Linked DNA regions of Hordeum vulgare: all the other regions are linked to region 1. Evidence: chromatin contacts called from public Hi-C data. All regions are on one chromosome and are shown on one strand. Each heading gives the region's core, a stretch centred on a gene start, on an enhancer-like site or on the middle of the called end of the contact. The rest is flanking DNA. Distances are from core to core; before and after follow the strand shown. Region 1 has its middle 310 kb from the start of LOC123449015. Region 2 overlaps LOC123449016 (palmitoyltransferase Hip14-like). Region 3 holds the start of LOC123449015 (putative clathrin assembly protein At2g25430).

Region 1 (3,805 bases), core at 480-2,979:
TAGTCTATTTCGTAATCAATACGTCATCAATCTAGTCAATGACATGTTAATAATTATTTCGTGGATTAATCTATTCAAAAAATTACCTATTTACTCAACATTTACCCTGCTCTTCTTCCATCACCATGATGGTAAAAAGAAGCCAGCAGTAGAAGCACATGGTTGCCCTCCAGGTTAGGGAAGACCAAGGAGTCACCGGCTTTGAATCCTTGAAACGGTAGTAGGCACCTCGCCACCATAGTCATGAGTATCGCCACCACCAGCATCCCCCACAACCCACGACTTTAGATCCAGGAATTCCTCTCCTCCCTTGCCTTTCTTTCCTTCTCCATGAAGACAAGAAAAGCTTAGGATAGAGAGAGAGAAATCCCAATCCAAAGCACCACAACCCCCGTGCACAACGCTAAACCAAGGAAGGGCCTTAGATCCGTGTCGCTTTTTAGCTTTTGTAGCCTTATTTCGGCCACCATGGCCGCAACAAAGATGAACCGAAGAATATGAGGAGGAACCAGATCTGATTTATTGGAGAGAAACACCCAACTATTACACATACTCCCTCCGTCCGGAATTACTTGTCGCACAAATTTATAAAAATGAATGTATCTAGAACTAAAATACATCTAGATGCATCCATTCCTATGAATAGTATTTTTAAACGGAGAAAGTATGATACAAGATCCGGACCCCACTTCCCCTCACCGCCGGCCACCGTGGCCGCCAGGGATGGGGAAAAGAGGGCCCAGTGAAGGAGGAAGGAGAGCTTGAGCGCAGGAGGCGTTAGGGAAGCCAGTAACAACACGAAGGCCAAGAAACATCATGATCAATTTGCTACACCTTTGTATACTCTAAGAGCATGGTTAATAATATAGCTCATGTCACATATAGTCATCATTTATAGTCACATATATAATAAGATTAGTTATAAGATTAACTGTAAGAATACTACTTCATTCGTTTCGGTTTATAAGACATGCACGTCATTTTAGGTTAACAATTTAACTAACTAAATATGTAATATATTAATTAAAAAATATATGTTTAAAAACTACACTCGCTTAAAAATCGAATGATATACTTTCGTTGACCTTGAACTACGCACCCGTTCTATAAAACGAGACGGAAGGAGTATTTTTTTCCTTCTCTTTATCTCTTTCTTAGTATTTATTTTATTTGCTCAGTTGTACGCATATATGATATCTTGCAACAGAGCCTATTCTTTTTATTTTTTTCACCTCTCTCCTTCATATAGACGAAAACATCATGTAAGCGGACTATAAATTTACTATTGTACTTGCTCTAAAGATGATACCCATAGATATATCTCACACCTAAAGCAAGGCATATAACTGTTAGTCCTAGTTAATTGCCCCATTTTTTCTATTGAGATAATGGAGTTGCTTTATCCGCAGTCTTGAAAGTGACTGGGCATTACCGCGGATGATGTCTACTTTTTCATTGTTGTGTGAGCATCTTGGCCGCATATATATTGTGGTGTACATCATTCTACTAGTGAAAGTATAATATGTGTGTTTAAGTGTCTCGTATATCTATATCTATATCTATACATATTAATAAAGGAATGCTTTCACAATTTTGTCCATTTTGATTTGTGAGTCGCTCGTTCATTTCAATTTTCGTTCGCCCCCTGTCATCCACTTGATTGGCTGTTTTATCCGTCTCCTAACTACTGGATGAGCTGAACTGGGTGTGGTCCACACTTTTGTTTAACAAAAGAACAACGATTTAAGAAAGAGAGCACATAGATATACCACATCTAAAGCAAGGCATATAACTGCTAGTCCTAGTTAATTAGCCCATTTTTTTATTGGGATAGTGAAGTTGCTTTATCCGCTGTCTTGAAAGCGACTGGGCATTACTGCAAACGATGTTTACTTTTTCATCGTTGTGTCAACATCTTGGCCGTATATATATTGTGGTGCACGTCATTCTAGTGAAAGTATAACGTATGTGTCTAAGTGTTTCATATATTTACATCTATACCTATTGATAAAGAGATAAACACTTCTTGCTTTCGCAATTTTGTTCATTTTGTTTTGTCAGTCGCTCATCCATTATAATTTTCGTCCGCCCCTATCATCCACTCGACTAGGCCATCTTATCTGTCCGGCAACTACCGGATGGGCTGAACTGAGCATGGTCCACGCTTTTTTTGAACAAAAAACAATGATTTGAAAAGAGCGGAAAATACAGAAAAGTCCTATGTATCGTACGTATCGTTCTTTGCGGCAGAATGTCGACCACACGCACAGACGGGTCTCCCGACTGGGCCAGCCATGTCGCTGGTAGGGTTCGAACTGAGACCAAACCCTTCAAAGAAGTACAACTAGCCAATAGCACTAGAGAACTACCTTGTTTTATCGCAGCGCAAAGTGTTAACAACAAAATCGAGCGCACATCCGAACGTTCTTAACATTTGGTATGCAAAACTTTATTTTGAGAAAAAACGTGAAGGTTGTATGAAACATCAAAGACTTTTAGAAATGTTTAATAAAATTTGAATAAACTCAACCAATTCAAAAAATGCAAACAATTTTTGCAAACGGGAGATTTATGTAAAATCTCCCAAAAATAGAAAACGTGAATGCCTTTAAGGAACCGGAACATTTTTCAAATTCAAAAACAATTTTTTGATACATGAACATTTTTGAAAAATGGGAACATTTTTTGAGACTCTCGAACAAAACTTGAAAACATGAACAGTTTTTAAAACTTGCGTACATATTTTAAAACTCCCGAACAAAAATTCAAACATGAACTTTTTTTTGGAATTTGCAAACAGTTCTTTAAATTGAAACATGTATTGAACTGCCAATGAAATTTGAAAAGATGCAAATTTTCTTAAAATTGGTTAACAAATTTTGAAATCAGAAGATTTTTTGAAACCCCCAAACATAAATCAAAAACGTGAACATTTTTTAACTTATAGTTATTTTTGAAAAGCGATTTTTTTTTGTAATATGGGAACATTTTTGTAAAATCTCCCAAAGATATAAAACATGAATGTTTTCTCGAAATTGGAACATTTTTCAAATTTGAAAACAATTCTTAGATTCATGAACATTTTAAAAAAATGGAAACATGTTTTCAAGGTCTCCATTGATAAGATTAGGTGGAAAGGAGAGAGGTGAGACTATTATTCCGGGAGCAACGTTTATTTTGCAAAACAAGTAGACCAGGTGAGTTTGGTGCACCCTTAAAGGGGGAGGGTGTTGGTGGTGAGTTCTCAACCAACGACATGTATTTTTGGAATTTCCTATTTGACGCTGCGAGCGACCGAGCAGTGACGGCATGGGCCGGCCCAGTTTTGCCAAGCTAGCTGGTTTTGGAAACCTTCCAGGACGTTCCTTGAAACGGTTTTTTACCGGTTTTTCTTGCTTTTTTGTTTTACTATTTCTCGTTCTTTTTCTTCTTTCTTTTTTATTTTCTTTTATTAGTTTTCTGTTTATTCTTTTCCCCTTTTTCAAAGTTATTTTATCTATTTTTAAACTAACGTCATGTTCAAAAAATATTCTTAAAATTTAAAAAGTGTTCTTCCTTTAGAAAAATGTTCTACATTTTGAAAAATTGTTGTTTTTAAAAATTATTCAAAACTTCATAACATGTTCAGGATTTTCAAAAAATGTCCTTGTTTTTCAAAATATGTTTGGGATTTATGAATTGTTTTCATTTTTCCAAAAAATGTTACTATTTTCAAATTTTCTTCATAAATTTCAAAAATTGATCACTTCGTTTAAAAAATGTTCAGTAATTCAAAAATAGTTCACATTTTAAATTTTTGTTAACA
Region 2 (3,805 bases), core at 657-3,156, 450 kb before region 1:
GGATGCACCAGTGCACATTGACTTTCGACTTTCGATCAATGCTGGTCTATCTTAGTAGATTCAGATATTTAGGTACAACAAGTGCATCTGTAGTTGGGTGTGTTCTTCCAGAAAATGTGTGATTCAGATTGCTTTGAAGAATCCTGTCATATTTTAGTGACAGCATTCTTTTCATTTCCCCCGCACAATTCATTTGTTTGATTTGACCATCAGATAGCATCATTACATGTAAGGATCACTGCATGATACTTAATTTGGGCAATTTTACAGAATCATTTTTCTCTAAACATGGTGATTGGCACAATGCTCTTCTCAGTCCTCCAAGTGTTATGGCAGGTTCGTTGTTAACCTCTTGGAAGCCACGTTGACCATAATTTTTTGCTTCTGTAACCATTTACCTCTGCACATGAATGAGATGTATTATTTGGAAGGAGAAAAAACATCTCATGTGTCTGAACTGTGGCAATATTCGCTTCTGAGATAGAGTTGTCTGCATGCAATCAACAATTTATCTGACAAGATAATCAGAATAAAATTTTGGATAGAATTGAGGATAATCGTTAAACAGGTCATGCTTCATAAATTACAGACAGAGAATGAATACAAATAATGTACGCTGCAGAGGATCACAACTGACATTTGCAAAATTATACTCCCTCTGTCCTAGTGTAAAAAATGCTTTTGTATTATGGGACGGAGGGAGTATTTAGCTACATCAATCCTGATATAGATGCACACTGAAAGCATGCAAATAGAAATATCAGTTTGCTCTCTCTAATTTCAGTCACTGGATGCATTTTCTATGATTGACCAAATACCTTAAATATGTCAGCTGGCGGATCTTTTTATTTTTGGCACAGCTTGAAATCTATCTTCCTATGCAAGGCCATGGCTGCACTTGTGTTGCTGTGAGCCTTTTTCTAGACCAAATTTGCTGATTATGACTGTTTACTACCGTGTTGTTTCTCATATGTCCTGGGTATGAATTTTGCTGTTCCTTGCCAGGTTGTGTTCCTGATATGGCATGTGTACGGCATCTGCTTCAACATCAGGACAGATGAGTGGGTAATGTCAAATTTCCCATGCTTTGGACTCTTTCTTCACCAATTGCAGGTCGTCTTCTCGTTTGCTGTTTCTTATAGCTAAGAGGTGAGATTTATCCAGATAAACTGGAAGAAATATCCTGAATTCCAAATGAAGGAACAGCCTCAGTCAGGTGCTTTACCTGTATAAACATTATGGCTGACCGACTAATTCCTCTTATTGCGTTTTAAATACGAAACATGTTTGACTTTTTTTGCTCTTCAAACCACAAATGCAGATTTTGAAGTCAAGTTTGTCAATCCATACGACAAAGGCATACTTTGTAACATTAGGGAGTTCCTGAAGCCGAAATAATACAAGTACCATCTAAAACGCACCAAGACCGGAGACCACCCACTCAAGATTCCTGGAGATATGTTTTGCCTGTTATTGTTACACTGATTCATATTCATCGGTCTGTGCATCATTTGGACTGTGGCAGTCCGGTGTCTGCCTTAATATGAGAAGTTAACATTATTTGAAAATCCTCTTTGGACTGTAACTGTGTGCTGATGAATGCCGCGTCGCCGCAAATGTGATCTGGGCACCCGACCAAGTATGGTTATCAGTTCATCAGTATGGCAATTCAGGCTATATTCCTGCAAATGGTACTTCCATGCTTTGAGCGCTACACCTTTGACCAGGTGGATCCGTTGTGTTGGAATAGTAGTAAGTAATTACACCTTTGACCAGGTCGATCCGTTGTGTTGAAATAGTAGTAAGTAATTCTGCATATCTCGATGGAGGTTTACTGCATAATGCAGACTAGTGCAGTGCATCAGTTTGTTGCTGTCATTTTCGCTGCCCCACTAGCGATTGCCACAAGAGAAAAGTGTGACGCTGAGGCAACGATGACTTCCCAGCTTCTCTATGCCTGAACCGACAACGACGTGCTGCTTAGCCGCCAGCCAGTTTAAGAAGGTGCATTGCCGTGCGGGGAAACCACACTGCAGTCCTCTCGGCGTGCATTTGGGGATGTCTATTTTGTGTGCGGTAGGTTGCACCGTTTTTGGGTCTTTGCACCTGTAAGCCAAAAATCATGCAGTGCATGTTGTTTGGTAGCCTGTATGTACACTGACTGCATTCAGGAACCAATTTTTCCATGGCGTTTGGTGGCCAGTGTTGGTCTGGATTAATGCATTATGCGGTGTTTGGTGGTGCACAGTGTAAGTTGTGATCTTCCTTCTCATTAGCAGCGATCTTACCACACACAAATGTCGTTTAAGTCCTAGCTAGTAATATGACTCAATAGGGAAAGGTTTACCGCGACCGAAATAGATGGAAGCCTATCCAGATCCTTCTCTAACCTCTGTTTGTCCACATTGCCTCGGTCCAGTTCATTCTTCTATTATTTCATGGCCAGAGGTATTAACATCATCAGTTGTCACAACCTCCTCATCCAACACTAACTCGTCACAAGCCCATTTTTCATGTTTTTTTCCTTCATTCTTTATCTTTTTTCTTTTGATGTTTTCTCTCTCTGTTCCGTTTTTTTCCAGATACATGTCTACTTTTTCAATACAAGCTATAAATTTATCGCATATATGTAAAATATTTTTTGTTTACATATTGAACATTCTTCAAATGCATGAAAATATTTCTCAAGTACAATTTTGAATATTTTTTGTATACTTGTTAAAAATTCCAAATACATGTTGACACTTTTCTTCGAATAATACGTTACATTTTTTTAGAAACTACATGAACAATTTATTACATTGCACATACATTTTTGTAAAATGTCACATACATATTTTTAAACATCTGAATATTTTGAGTAAAATGTCACGTCTAATTTTTCATTTGCATGATTTTTTTATCGTTATATATATATGTTTTTAAAATGGCACAAACATTTTTTGGAATACTATCATATCTACTATAACTTACACAAACAAATATTTTCCACTGCAATAATTTTTTTTAATGTGTGCTAGACGTTTACAAAAAATTCAATATATTAGAAGTATATGTATTTAGAATATCCTGAAAAAATATATAAAAGAGTAATATGTGTTCCTACATGCACATGTGTAACCATACGCTGATGCATTTAGAAACAACCTAAAGGCGATGCAACGCTCTGTCTCGCACAAGCGAGACAAATTAGCATCTAGATTTACAATGTAATCCATATTTTGAGTTGGCATGATATTGCTGGGGCTAGACCATCGTTCATCATTGTTTCATATATGCTACTCCTGGTACACTTTCAAAGACATTCATTAGAGTTTCTACATAATGTTCATCTTTTGAGTTGAAAGTAAATTTAAAATGTGTTGTCATCATTATGGAGTGTTGCTTCTACTCGCGAGGATAAAAAAGGAGCACATAAGTGCCAAAGAGAGAACAAGAGAGGGGGAGTGACATACTATTCCTTTCAAGTGTATACATGTGCTTCGAAGGAGCACCTGGTTTCAGCAGATATCATAAAGAGGCTTGAAAGTAGCACTACTGCATTTCGTATAGAATTTTTATATGGTTCATGTTTTATATACTAGTTGGGGACTTCTACCTTATAGAACTTGCCTTGTTATATTCCAATGACGAGCTTCCTCAAATGCTTTGGGTCTTCGTGAGCAAGCAAGTTGTATGCACACCCCACTAGTCCATTAGGAGAGCTTTCATAAACTAATAGCTCCAGTGCATTTGGTGCATGGCAATCCCTACTCCTTGCATTAACATCGATTATAAGCCTCTTAGACTAGTCATGTTGATGCAT
Region 3 (3,805 bases), core at 479-2,978, 310 kb before region 1:
CCGGTGTCCTTACACCAAGCATAAAATGAGCAAAGCTCATCAATCTGCTTTGCCGCACTGGCATATGCCTCAAAGGCCTTCACACAATCAGCATACTCCATGTCAAAGAACCTGTCCAGTAGAACTGCAAGCACCTCACAGATATCAGCGTAGAGCTGGAAGCTCTCCCTCGCCATCTGATACAGTGCAACCAGCACCATCCTGCTCTGCTTCGCACCACCTGTGGGGCGGCAGGCGAGGAACCTATCGAGCAGCTGCTGCAGGTGGTGCATGCGGCCAAGGACCCGCTCCGGCTTCATATCCCTCACAGGGGTCAGCGGCCTCTTGTCATCAGAGTTCCCACCATTCCTCTCACGGTTATCATCGTACCCTCCATACCCATTCCCCGGAGGGGAGGTGTACGAGGGTGACCGCCGGCCATACGGGTCAGGAGAACCCCAACGGTCACGCGGGGATGGCCCGTTCAGGCTGGTGCTTCCATTAGCGTTGGAGCCCTGCTTCCGCTCGTGGAGGAGGAACTCGAGGCGCTGGTCAAGGTACAGCGCATAGGTGCGGACGAAGGCAGAGTGGTCCCACGACCCAGAGTGTGCCTCGTCACGGAAGTCAGAGAGATTGAGGAGGCGGGTGCCCCGACGCGTGGCGTGGAGGAGCTCGCGGTGGAAGAAGGGGTCGCCGTCGGTGAGGAGACGGTGCACGAGCATCAGCGACTTGAGCGCGACGACATAGTCGCGGGTGCGGGAGAGCCTGCGGGCGCACCCGGCGACCGCGGCGGCGACGTGGGCGCGGGATCCGGAGGTGAGGTGGAGGATCTCGCGGATGTGGCGCTCCTCGGCCGGCTCGTCGTCGTGGCTGGTGGTCTTGACAATGAGCACGTCGAGCTCCGGCGCGATGTTGCTGGTGACCTTGGCAAGCCCGATGCTGGTCTGGTCCTTGACGGCGCCCAGCGCCTTCCGGATCGTGCTCGACGACATCTCCGCCGCCTAATCCTCCTCCTCGCCAACCAACCAACCAACCAACTACCAGCAACCGCAGCCGCCCGCCTGTCGCTTGTAGATCTGACCAAAAGTAGCACGGCATGAGCCTCGGAGATTTCATCAAAGCCAGACCCAGATCCTTAAAACATTTTGCGGGGTTTAAATTGGAAAGACATAATGATATCTACCGGAGCTCGAGATCCCCGGAGCCGGGAGGCGAGATTTGCTCTGGTGGGCCTACCATAAACTCCGCTCTCGATGCTTATCATCATCATCATCTAAACTAGATCAGCTAAGTTAGCTAGCTACTCCTACTCTGCAGCCGCGGAGCTAGGAACGGAAGCCACCTCCGGCTCCGGGGAGGAGGCGCAGATCCGGGGAGCGAGATTGGATGAAAAAGGGAATACCTTTGCGACGGGCGCAGATCCGGGGCGTCGGGTGCTGGGCTGCGGAGGAGATCTGGGCGGGCACGGGAGGGAGCAGCTCGGATCCGAGAGCCTCTCTCTCCTCTCTCCCCCGTCTCCCTCGCTGGCTGGGGGAGTTTGACCTGGGCTTTCGGAGGAGGAGGAGGCGGGAGGGTAAGCCGGCTGAGGTCCGCGGGGAGGGGGAAGAAATGGTGTGTGGTGGTGTGTTGGGTGCTCCCGGGCGTTTGGTGCCTTGCTGTTTTCAGATTTTTATTTTGGGGGCGGGAGGACGGAGGAGGCAAGCAAGAAAGAAAGCAGCGAGCTTCGCGTGGCTTCCTTCCGTCTTGGTCCCGCTCGCGCCGACGCGCACCCTAGTACCCTACTGCCCCTGTGTCGGTCGGCGGCTCGGCGCCTACCCCCGTACGCTGCCGCTTACTATTTTACCTCCTCGCGCCGGCGTGGGAGGGCACGAGGTCAATGCGGCCACGCTATGCCAGCCCTGCAGACGGTGCGGTGCGGTGCGGTGGTGATCATGCAAATGGTGCCAGCTGCGGCCGCGTACGCCTGGAGGGTGACGCCGGAGGGTCGCCGTGCCGTTGACGTCGGGCCCGTCCACAGTCCACACTCTACCGCGCGCTATCGCTGTCGGTGTGTAGAACTGTAGGGTGGTCTGGTGCTTTGGACCGACGGACCATCGATTTTGGTGCTCAATAGAGAAGGTAAATTTCTGCGTGTCATGCGCAGTCAGTAGCTGTTCTCGTTGTCAAACCTTTCTTTCCTTTCGCGCGGTACAGCGACTCGAACTATTCCAAATGGACGTGAATCATGGTTGGATGGTTAGAGTACGGTATCTCAGTCGATCAGGTCTTGAATTCTCGTGTTCGCTTTTATTTTAATATTTTTGATGATGCGTATTTAGTGAAAGAAGGCGTTCCCGTCGACAACGAGGTGTCTATGATGATTTTATAAATTTTAAGCTCATGCGTAGCTCAGTTTTTTTTAAGTTGCTCATAAAGACAAGGAGTGCGTGTGTATATTCATATAGGTGAGTGTATGTGTCTGTATACGAGGGTTTGCATATGTACTATGTTTAAAAAATATATTTTAAACGGACGTCTGTTTTATCCGGACTTTGTTCGTTTGAGGTCGCATTGGAGCGACATTTGCATGGATTTCTTGATGCGCAAAGCGTGCATCCAATGTGTGGTCGTCTTTTGGTTGCATCACGTCCATCCAAGTATAGCAAATAGTTCAAATCAAACATAGCAAATGCTAGAAATATAAGTGTTTTACCATGTGATTTTACTAGCAGAAATAATAGATAAATCATGACTACTATAGCAGTTATAAGACAAGTCACGCAATAAAATAAAAAGTATGCAAGGAGCATCTGAAGTGGTGAGTAGGAATGCAACATATCCAATATAAACTAGAGCAATAAGTTGAGATAGGAATTCAAACAAGAAGAACACGAACACGTACTGAGTTGCAACAGCAGCAGGAGTGGGACTGGCATTGACATCATCCATGTTGTCGAAGAGGTTGTTGACGTCGAGAAAGAAGTTGTCGTTCCGGAAGAGGTCGTCGACGTCCGTGGTGTCTATGATGAAGAAGCCAGTAGTCGTGCACAGTGCTCCCCAAAAATCTTATCACCCTTCTCCCGTATAAGACTCAAAGAGGCGGGGTTTCGGAGGCATGCTGTCCCGGCCTGTGGTGCACGCCGCAAGCCGGGATGGCAAAGAACCAGCAGCTCAGATATTGGAACTAGATGGCGTGAGGAAGATGATGCTCTTGTGTGTTTCTCTCGAGAGGAGTGACTTCTCCTTTATGGCCACAAGAGAAGGAGACGAACATGCAACGACGGGAGGCGAAGCAAAAGAGGGAGATGAAAAGAACAGGCAGCAGCCGAAGAGTGCAGCCTTCATATTCAATCTCCACTACACCAAAACCATTCAGCTATCAAGTGACCTTTCGTATATCAGTCGTTGAAAGGACGTGGATGTCGACTAGAGGGGGGTGAATGGGTGATTTAAAATAATTATGGTTTAGGCTTGAACAAATGCGGAATAAAACTAACATTTAGTTTGTCAAGCACAAAACCTAAAACAACTAGGCTCACCTATTAGCACCAACAACTTATGCTAAGCAAGATAAACAACTAAGTGATACCAAGATATATAATAAGGAACAATATGGCTATCACAAAGTAAAGTGCATAAGTAAAGAACTCGGGTAAGATATAACCGAGGCACGCAGAGACGACGATGTATCCTGAAGTTCACACCCTTGCGGATGTTAATCTTCGTTTGGAGCGGTGTGGAGGCACAATGCTCCCCAAGATGCCACTAAGGCCACCATAATCTCCTCACGCCCTCGCACAATGCAAGATGCCGTGATTCCACCAAGGGACCCTTGTGGGTGGTCACC

The links. Hi-C and Micro-C count contacts between places; a contact is called where the count stands out from the background.
Region 2: a contact with region 1 is called in a Hi-C map of leaf, with 5 times the contacts expected there. The contact joins two enhancer-like sites. A contact is called at or near these places in 2 of 6 Hi-C or Micro-C datasets (leaf and seedling).
Region 3: a Hi-C map of leaf shows a contact between it and region 1, with 5 times the contacts expected there. The contact joins the promoter of LOC123449015 here to the enhancer-like site in region 1. A contact is called at or near these places in 2 of 6 Hi-C or Micro-C datasets (leaf and seedling) and 1 of 1 datasets of contacts at active chromatin or transcription factors (embryo).

Annotation. Positions count from the first base shown.
Region 1 is chr4H:473,723,620-473,727,424 of MorexV3_pseudomolecules_assembly, reverse strand. No RefSeq gene overlaps it. Among protein-coding and RNA genes, the nearest start is that of LOC123449015, 310 kb to the left of the region's middle. Within about 2 kb of position 1,729, at least 2 of the 3 cell types and tissues checked have open chromatin away from gene starts, as enhancers often do. A contact at or near this core is called in leaf, where this site is marked.
Region 2 is chr4H:474,176,497-474,180,301 of MorexV3_pseudomolecules_assembly, reverse strand. LOC123449016 (palmitoyltransferase Hip14-like) reads left to right here. Exons shown (of 11, transcript XM_045126079.1): 8 at 271-336; 9 at 1,006-1,065; 10 at 1,165-1,216; 11 at 1,322-1,585. The coding sequence ends at 1,398. Among protein-coding and RNA genes, the nearest start is that of LOC123449016, 7.0 kb to the left of the region's middle. Within about 2 kb of position 1,906, at least 2 of the 3 cell types and tissues checked have open chromatin away from gene starts, as enhancers often do. A contact at or near this core is called in leaf, where this site is marked.
Region 3 is chr4H:474,036,051-474,039,855 of MorexV3_pseudomolecules_assembly, reverse strand. It overlaps LOC123449015 (putative clathrin assembly protein At2g25430), which reads right to left and starts at 1,728. Exons shown (of 2, transcript XM_045126076.1): 1 at 1,382-1,728; 2 at 1-1,055. The coding sequence starts at 971.